Regions from separate parts of the Triticum aestivum genome. Here region 2 is linked to region 1. A link is a contact called in public Hi-C data. All regions are on one chromosome and are shown on one strand. The core of a region is the stretch at or near the end of the contact, and the rest is flanking DNA. Distances in the headings are between cores, read along the strand shown. Region 1 holds the start of LOC101290676 (SKI family transcriptional corepressor 1). Region 2 has its middle 280 kb from the start of LOC123117117.

Evidence for each region. A called contact is a pair of places that touch in the nucleus more often than the background predicts.
Region 2: a Hi-C map of leaf shows a contact between it and region 1, with 5 times the contacts expected there. The contact joins the enhancer-like site here to the promoter of LOC101290676 in region 1. A contact is called at or near these places in 4 of 5 Hi-C or Micro-C datasets (leaf and an unstated tissue) and 1 of 1 datasets of contacts at active chromatin or transcription factors (leaf).

Annotation. Positions count from the first base shown.
Region 1 is chr5B:606,680,715-606,684,173 of IWGSC CS RefSeq v2.1, forward strand. LOC101290676 (SKI family transcriptional corepressor 1) reads left to right here and starts at 1,707. Exons shown (of 1, transcript XM_044534874.1): 1 at 1,707-3,355. The coding sequence starts at 2,239. The coding sequence ends at 3,129.
Region 2 is chr5B:606,983,020-606,986,388 of IWGSC CS RefSeq v2.1, forward strand. No RefSeq gene overlaps it. Among protein-coding and RNA genes, the nearest start is that of LOC123117117, 280 kb to the right of the region's middle. Within about 2 kb of position 1,657, at least 3 of the 8 cell types and tissues checked have an H3K27ac peak or open chromatin away from gene starts, as enhancers often do.

The DNA.
Region 1 (3,459 bases), core at 457-2,956:
AACGGCTTGATACAGTACATCTTGTGTAAATGGACGTCTTGATGGGTAGCATCGTGTGTAAATCGTCCATCCTTGTCGTGTGTATAGCAGCGTTCTTTCTTCTCACTTCTCACAGTGCGCGGTGCGGCCTACCTCCTGCTGTTGATGATCCGATCATGGACAAGTACTACTCCTACTTTGAAACCGGCAGAGAGAGAGAGGGAGTATTCACAAGAACTTGTCAGTTTCTTTTTACCGTAACAATACAGTTCACGTATCCCGAGCATGGAAAGCTAGCTAGCTGTGAATGAGACACTAGCAGTTAGTTTATTACGGACAGCAAGTTCCAAGGACCAGTTGAGCCAGTGAGACGTGAGGTGAGGGTGAGATGGCCAGATGGGCCTGGTTACAATCTCTCCACGTCCACTTTCCGGAACGCCAAAAACCAAAATTCGCCCATACACAAGAAGAAATTCACATTCACTTTGATGAGTTGGAAACCTGTCCTTTCCGGACGGAAACTCGACGGGCGCGTCCCTGTTTTGGACAAAAGCGTGAGGCGGACGTGACAGCGCGACGGATCCAACCAGATCTCTGTGAGGTGAGGTGAGGGTGAGAAAAATCGTGTCGCTGCTGCACCAGCTGCCCTTGTTTTTTCCTCTGTCACGGTTCAAGGGGGTAGCAACATCAGGCCGGGTCGCCGCGGTGACACTCACTAGTTTAGTTTAATGGGAGCTGCTACATCTACTACATGTGACCATCGCTGTTTAGGGTGGGGAAAGTGGCGGTATCAATGACTTGAAACTAGACTAGACGTTGGTTCCTTCTCTAGAAGTGGAAAGTGGCACATGGCTGGACTGCATGCAGCCACTGATGATAAATTAATACTATTGCTACTATACTTTGCCGGCCATGTTCCGCAACAGAGATAAATACGTACGGTATGCTTTATCTACCAGTAACTCGTTGTTGTTTGGATCCGTCTGGTGGAGATCATCATACTAAGTTCGTTGCTCTCCGTCTGTAACTTAATATAAGACGGTTTTTGACACTATGGTACGTCTAATATTAAGAAGTTGCAGAGGGAGTGTTTGTTTAAGTTGCTCTGTCTGTAATGCGCTTTACTGAGACGTGGAAGTACGTCCTTGCTCTGCAAACCAACTACTCCTGAACTGGGTGGGCACGCGGGTTAGCGGCGGACTTGTTCGTTTAGTGCCTTAATTACCAGGAGGACTTGATGCTAACGAGCAGCACGGGATCCTTCTTTTTATGAGTTCCGTACCGAAAGATGAGTGGAGTAAACCCCAATCCCTCCTTTTGAATTCCTGCATTCCAGTTCGAGCTATGGTTGCACTAGTCGGGTGGGCAGGCCTGGGCTGTCGACAACTCCAAATATAGCACGAAACCGATAGCCCGAAGGGTGCCACACAGAGAGACGCTTTCGGATTGAACTGACGACGAACCCCCTCCTGGCTCCTGTGCCCTGTCGCGGCGGCAGCGTTGCTCCTGTAGCTGGACTACACACCTCACTCCGCCAACCAAAAAATAAAAATAAAATAATGGCGTGCTGCGTGAAACAAACGAGTGCGCACGCAGCCCCCCAATGGCGCGCCACCGTGTGGCCGTGGCCTCCCATGGCCGCCCAATCCTATTTACGCCGGGGCCCCGCCCACTGGGCGCGAGCATATATTCGCGCCACCACCGTCGCGACGGACTAGCCACCACTGCGCTGGCGAGCCACCGGCCGGAGCCAACCAGTTGCTTGCTGCCTGGCCTCCTTTTCCAAGTCCTCTCTTTTCTCCCACTCGTGTGTGCGTGTGTGTATACTAGACGTGGTACCGTAAACAGAATCCCACTACAGTTTAGCATTTGTGGTAGTACTACAGTTTAGCATTTCCAAGTGAGAGTCGTAGGGCTGAGACCGAGAGCATATAAATTATTAGTAGCGGAAAGGGGGCAAAAGAAAGAAAGAAAGGAAATGGCGCACTCGGCCAGCCACAGTAGTACACTAGAGTGGTAGCCCCCGGTTAGCTAAACGAAACTGCTGCTGCTGCTGCTGCTACTCTTCTCCTGCGTCGTTGCCATATATAGAAAAACAAACCCTCGCCTTTCTCCTGGGCCAAACCATACATTCCACTCCAGTGCACGCACGCTCTCCCGCTCGCTTCCCCCTCCCTCTCTCCCCCTTTGTGGATATAATCATATCCTTTCCCACGACGTTTGTTTAATCGCGTCGCCCGCCGCCGCCGCCGCCGCCACATGGACATGGACTCGCCCCCTGTGCCCGTGCCGATGCCGCCGCCCAAGCGGACCGACCTCTCGCTCACGCTGGCGCCCGCGGCGCAGTCCGTCGCCGAGGCCGATGGGGGCGCCGGGGCGGCCGGCGATGGCGCCTGCACCGACGGCAAGGACGTGCGCCTCTTCCCCTGCCTCTTCTGCAACAAGAAGTTCCTCAAGTCGCAGGCGCTCGGCGGCCACCAGAACGCGCACAAGAAGGAGCGCAGCATCGGCTGGAACCCCTACTTCTACATGCCGCCCACCTCCTCCGCGCACCTCCACGCCAATGCCGCGCCGCCCAACTCGTCCGGCGCCACGGCCTCGGGGCCCTACGCCGGCTCTGGCGCTGGCGGCGGCGGCGGCGGCGTGGGCTCCACCGTGCCTGGCGTGGCCGCGGGCGGCGCGGCGCACGCCTACGCCAGCCGTGCCTACGCGGCCTTGCCCACGACGTTCCCAATCGCGTCCCACAGCTCCATCATGGTCGGCTCCGACCGGCTCCAGTACTACGCGCCGCCACAGGGCGCGGCGCCGACATCGGCGGCGGCGGGCGACCTGTACAGCGGCAGCGGCAGCGGCATGCAGCAGGTGTCCCGCTTCGCCGAGTACCAGCAGCAGCTCCTGGGCGGCGCGGCCGTCAGCAGCAGCAGCGAGCGCGCGATGATGTCCGCGGCCGAGCAGCCGGGCGCCGGGCGCGACGAGCTGATCGACATGCTCAACTGGAGGCGGGGCTGCCACGGGCCGACCGCCTCGGCGGCCGCCACCACCCCGTCGCCGGCCAGCACCACCACCACGCTCACCTCCGGAGGCGGCAGCAACTACTACAACAACGGCGAGGATGCCGAGGAGGAGCTGGACCTCAACTTGAGCCTGTAGCAGCAGCGGTGAGCTCGCCGGCCGGCGCTGCCTCCAATCCAAGTCCAAGTCCAAGACCAAGACAAGGTTAATCCATGGCCACGTAGTACCTCTACCCTACAACTCCTATTCGGCTGTTCATGTCCCCTACCGCCCTTCACCCCGACGTACGTAGTACCGCACGCCCGCCAAGATTAGCTGTTTTTAATTAGAGAAGAAGAAGAAGAAGATGTTAATTAATTAATTAGTTCCTCGGTCGACCCTCCTTCAGTCAGTCTCGTGTGTGTTGATGCTGCTAGCAGTGACGAGCTGTGCTCCTCCTTGTAATCGTGCTCTTGAATTTCACCCCCC
Region 2 (3,369 bases), core at 407-2,906, 300 kb after region 1:
GTTTTTATTCTCCCATCCCAGGCACCGGATCTTTGCACTTGGATTTGGTCCAACCACCGATCGCCAAACTTTCATATGGAATCCGATCCAATCTGATCCGTTATTTCTTCTTTCGGAGCCGGAGCCGCTTTCTCTCGTCTATCTAAATATCCATGGCTGGTACCCCGACCTTTTCATCTCAGGAAGTGACATCCTTTTCCTTTTTACTCCATGGTTGGAGTACTTCAGAACAGATAGAGCGGAAGTGACAGCTAACAGTCCCAGGTAAAAAGTTTAACTGATCGTGCATGCAGCTGAACCGGGGCCTCATGCCGGTGAAATGAGAAGCATAACGACAACGGATGAGGCAGAATATGAGATAGTAAACTAGCATACAGTCAAAAGTGTCCTTATGCTCCTGAGCTCAAATGAGCTTGGTGAACAGTAGAATAGAAAAAATTCAAAAAAAAACTGATTTCTTTGTGGCGAATATTAACAAAAGTTTCAAATGCTTGCAAAAATTCGCCATGGAATCACATTTCTGTAAGGCGTGAAAAAAAATCAGTGATCGAAAATGCTTTTGAAAGTAGCATTTTCAGAGTACTGATTTATTTTTTCTACGACTTTTAGGAATGTGATTCATGAAGAATTTTTGCAAGCACATGGAACTTTTGCGTGATGTGGGACACATTTGACGTGATGTGGGACTCGAAGAAGTTCGGACAAAATGCGTACAGCTTCATGATCCAAAGGAAGCGCTTCAAACTCTGCTCCAAGGTAATGAAGAAAGAAAAGCTATGTGTGCTGCTTTGATCTGGTCCTGGTGGGGTGCCAGAAACAAGCTAAGGGCTGAGAGAAGAAAGATTGATCTTGCTGCGTTGGTCTGGAGAGTTCGTAAAACGGCAGGAGAATTCCTTAGTTTTTTGGAGCAGTCAAGAAACCAACAGTACGGGCTACTGTATGTTGGCGAAAGCCACCACTAGACCACCTTAAAATAAATGTTGACGGCAGTTTTAACAAAGAGAACTCGGTTGGAGGCTGGGGGTATGTGATACGGGACTCTAATGGAGATGTGGTATCGCCGGAGCGGGGCGACTGGAGCATGCCCAGGATGTTTTACATTCAGAAGCTGAAGCCTGTGTGCAGGGGTTATACAAGGCCCAAGAGCTCGGATGAGTGAGATAATGATGGAATCTGATGCGTTGCAACTGGTCCAAGCTATCGACACGTCAAAGTATGACTTGCCTCCTAATGGAGTGCTCTTTAGGGAGATTAAAACTTTTGTTTCTTTGAATTTTAGTTCCTTCCAAATCGAACACTCCCTCGGCCTGTAATAATGCCACAGACGCTCTTGCGCTGTTCGGGTCGAAGATGGGGCAGGTACCCCCAGCCATATGGTCGGGTGCTGTCCGTACCTTTGCCCGGGGTTTTGTTGCCAGTGATCTTGCTCGGCAAGTTGAGTAATGGAATGAAAGTTTCCAGTTCAAAAAAAAAAAAAAATACCAGTGGGGGTAAAACCTCCAGCGAGATGCATGTTAGTGTCCCTACAGGCGACATATAACATTTGCAGCCTATGTGCATTTCGTTAACTGGTGCTGAAGGCGGTCTTAGCAGGGCCGGCCCATATAGCACTTTATTCCGTAAAATCCCCAAAAAATGCAGCGCCCGGATTGGAGGGAGCTCCTAAGTGGCGCCTTCAGTGCCCCCTTGAGGAACGGGCGCACACTCCGCTTCTGCGCTGGGCCAGCCCATGTAAAGGTGAGCCCTTCATTCCCCCTTGGTCGCTCGGTTCCCCCTGTCCCTGCTCCCCTCCCCCCCCCCCCCCCCCCCCCCCGGCGCTCGAGCACAACTGACCGCTTGCTAAAAGGTTGACTTTTCAAAAAAATAGACAAATTCGCACTAATATAAAAAATAGTGATTTCAAACAAGTTCACGGTTTAAAAAAACGTTCACAAACTTCAAAAAAGTTCAGAAATTGAAAAAAGTTCTTTGATTTGAAAAACAGTTCTTCAAAATAAAAAAAGTTCATCAAATTTGAAAAAAAGCTCATTGGATTTGAAAAAAAAGTTTGTCTATTTCGAAAAAAGTTCACAAAAATTAAAAAAGTTCATCAAGTTTAAGAAAAGTTCATTGTTTTTGAAAAAATAAACAATAAAATTAAAGAAAAGAAAGGAAATTAAAAGGGAAAAGCTTAGCTTCAACTGGCTGATGCGCGCGCGAGCGTCCGGCGCTTGCGTAGCCGTTAGATCAAATCCTGATCAAGGGCCACAAGGCAGTCCCGTGCGACGAGTCATTTTCTTGCAATAAGGGTCTTATTTCAGTTGATTTCTGCAACACATGACTAGTTTCAGAAAGAAAGAAAAAACGATTCGGTGGTGAAGTTTTTTTTTCTGCAACTGGGGTCTTGTTTCAAAAGATTTCTGTAACATTTCTTTTGTTTCAAAAAGAAAAGAAATGTTTCTGTTGTGAAGGTTTTTCTGCAAGAAGGGTCTTGTTTCAGAAACATAGCCCGAGTTACAGCACCGCAAGAGCGCCCGACATTAGAGAGTGAGTGGTCAGAAACATAGCTCCGGTTGCAGAAAACGTCGAAGAAGCGTCACGCGTGAGAGGTCGCCGCTGTCGTGCTCGATTGGAGCTAGCAGCTGCTCGCAGCGCTGAGGCGGAGGAGGAGCAGCAACTCCGACGAGCACGACAAAGACTAGTTCCCCGGCGCGCCGGCGGCAGGGATTTGGCGGTTGTGAGGGGATTTTGTTTCCGAAACTGAGCGGCTGTTGCAGGAAGTAGGGAGGTGGTCACGCGCGTGCGATGGTTAAATCAGACGGCTGTCAGGGCGCTCATCCAACGGTGCTCCATGCGGCGGATGTTTCTAATACATCCGCCGGAAGACGCGACGCCCAAATTAAAAACCAAACTAACAATCAGGAAAAAACGGCTTAAGGGAACAGAATGAATAATAAGTGGGCCAAAACGGATGTTGACACAAGCGGTGAAGTAGTCGAAGTGGTTACTGTCTTAGTGGCGAAAGAAAGAAGTCTCGAGTTCGAATCGTCATGTCACACTTTTTTAGAAATTAACAGAAAAAGACGTAAACATGGAAAAAATGGACTGGCCCAAAAAGGAGGGAGGGGTGTGCGCCCGCCGACGCATGTATCGGGCGCAACGGTCGCCGGAATGCCCGGATTGGAACTTGAAACCTACCCGTTCAAGAGCAAGCGACAAACCACTACGCTATCAACGAGTTCGTGAAACGCTTCCTGTTTTTCTTATTATATTTATTTCTTCAGTTCGTGGGTCTTTTTCTGAAAGTTTTATTCTTTTATTCTATCTTTTCCTTTTTTTCATAAATGCACGGATTCTTTTCAAATTAATGAACTTTTTCTTCAGCAATGA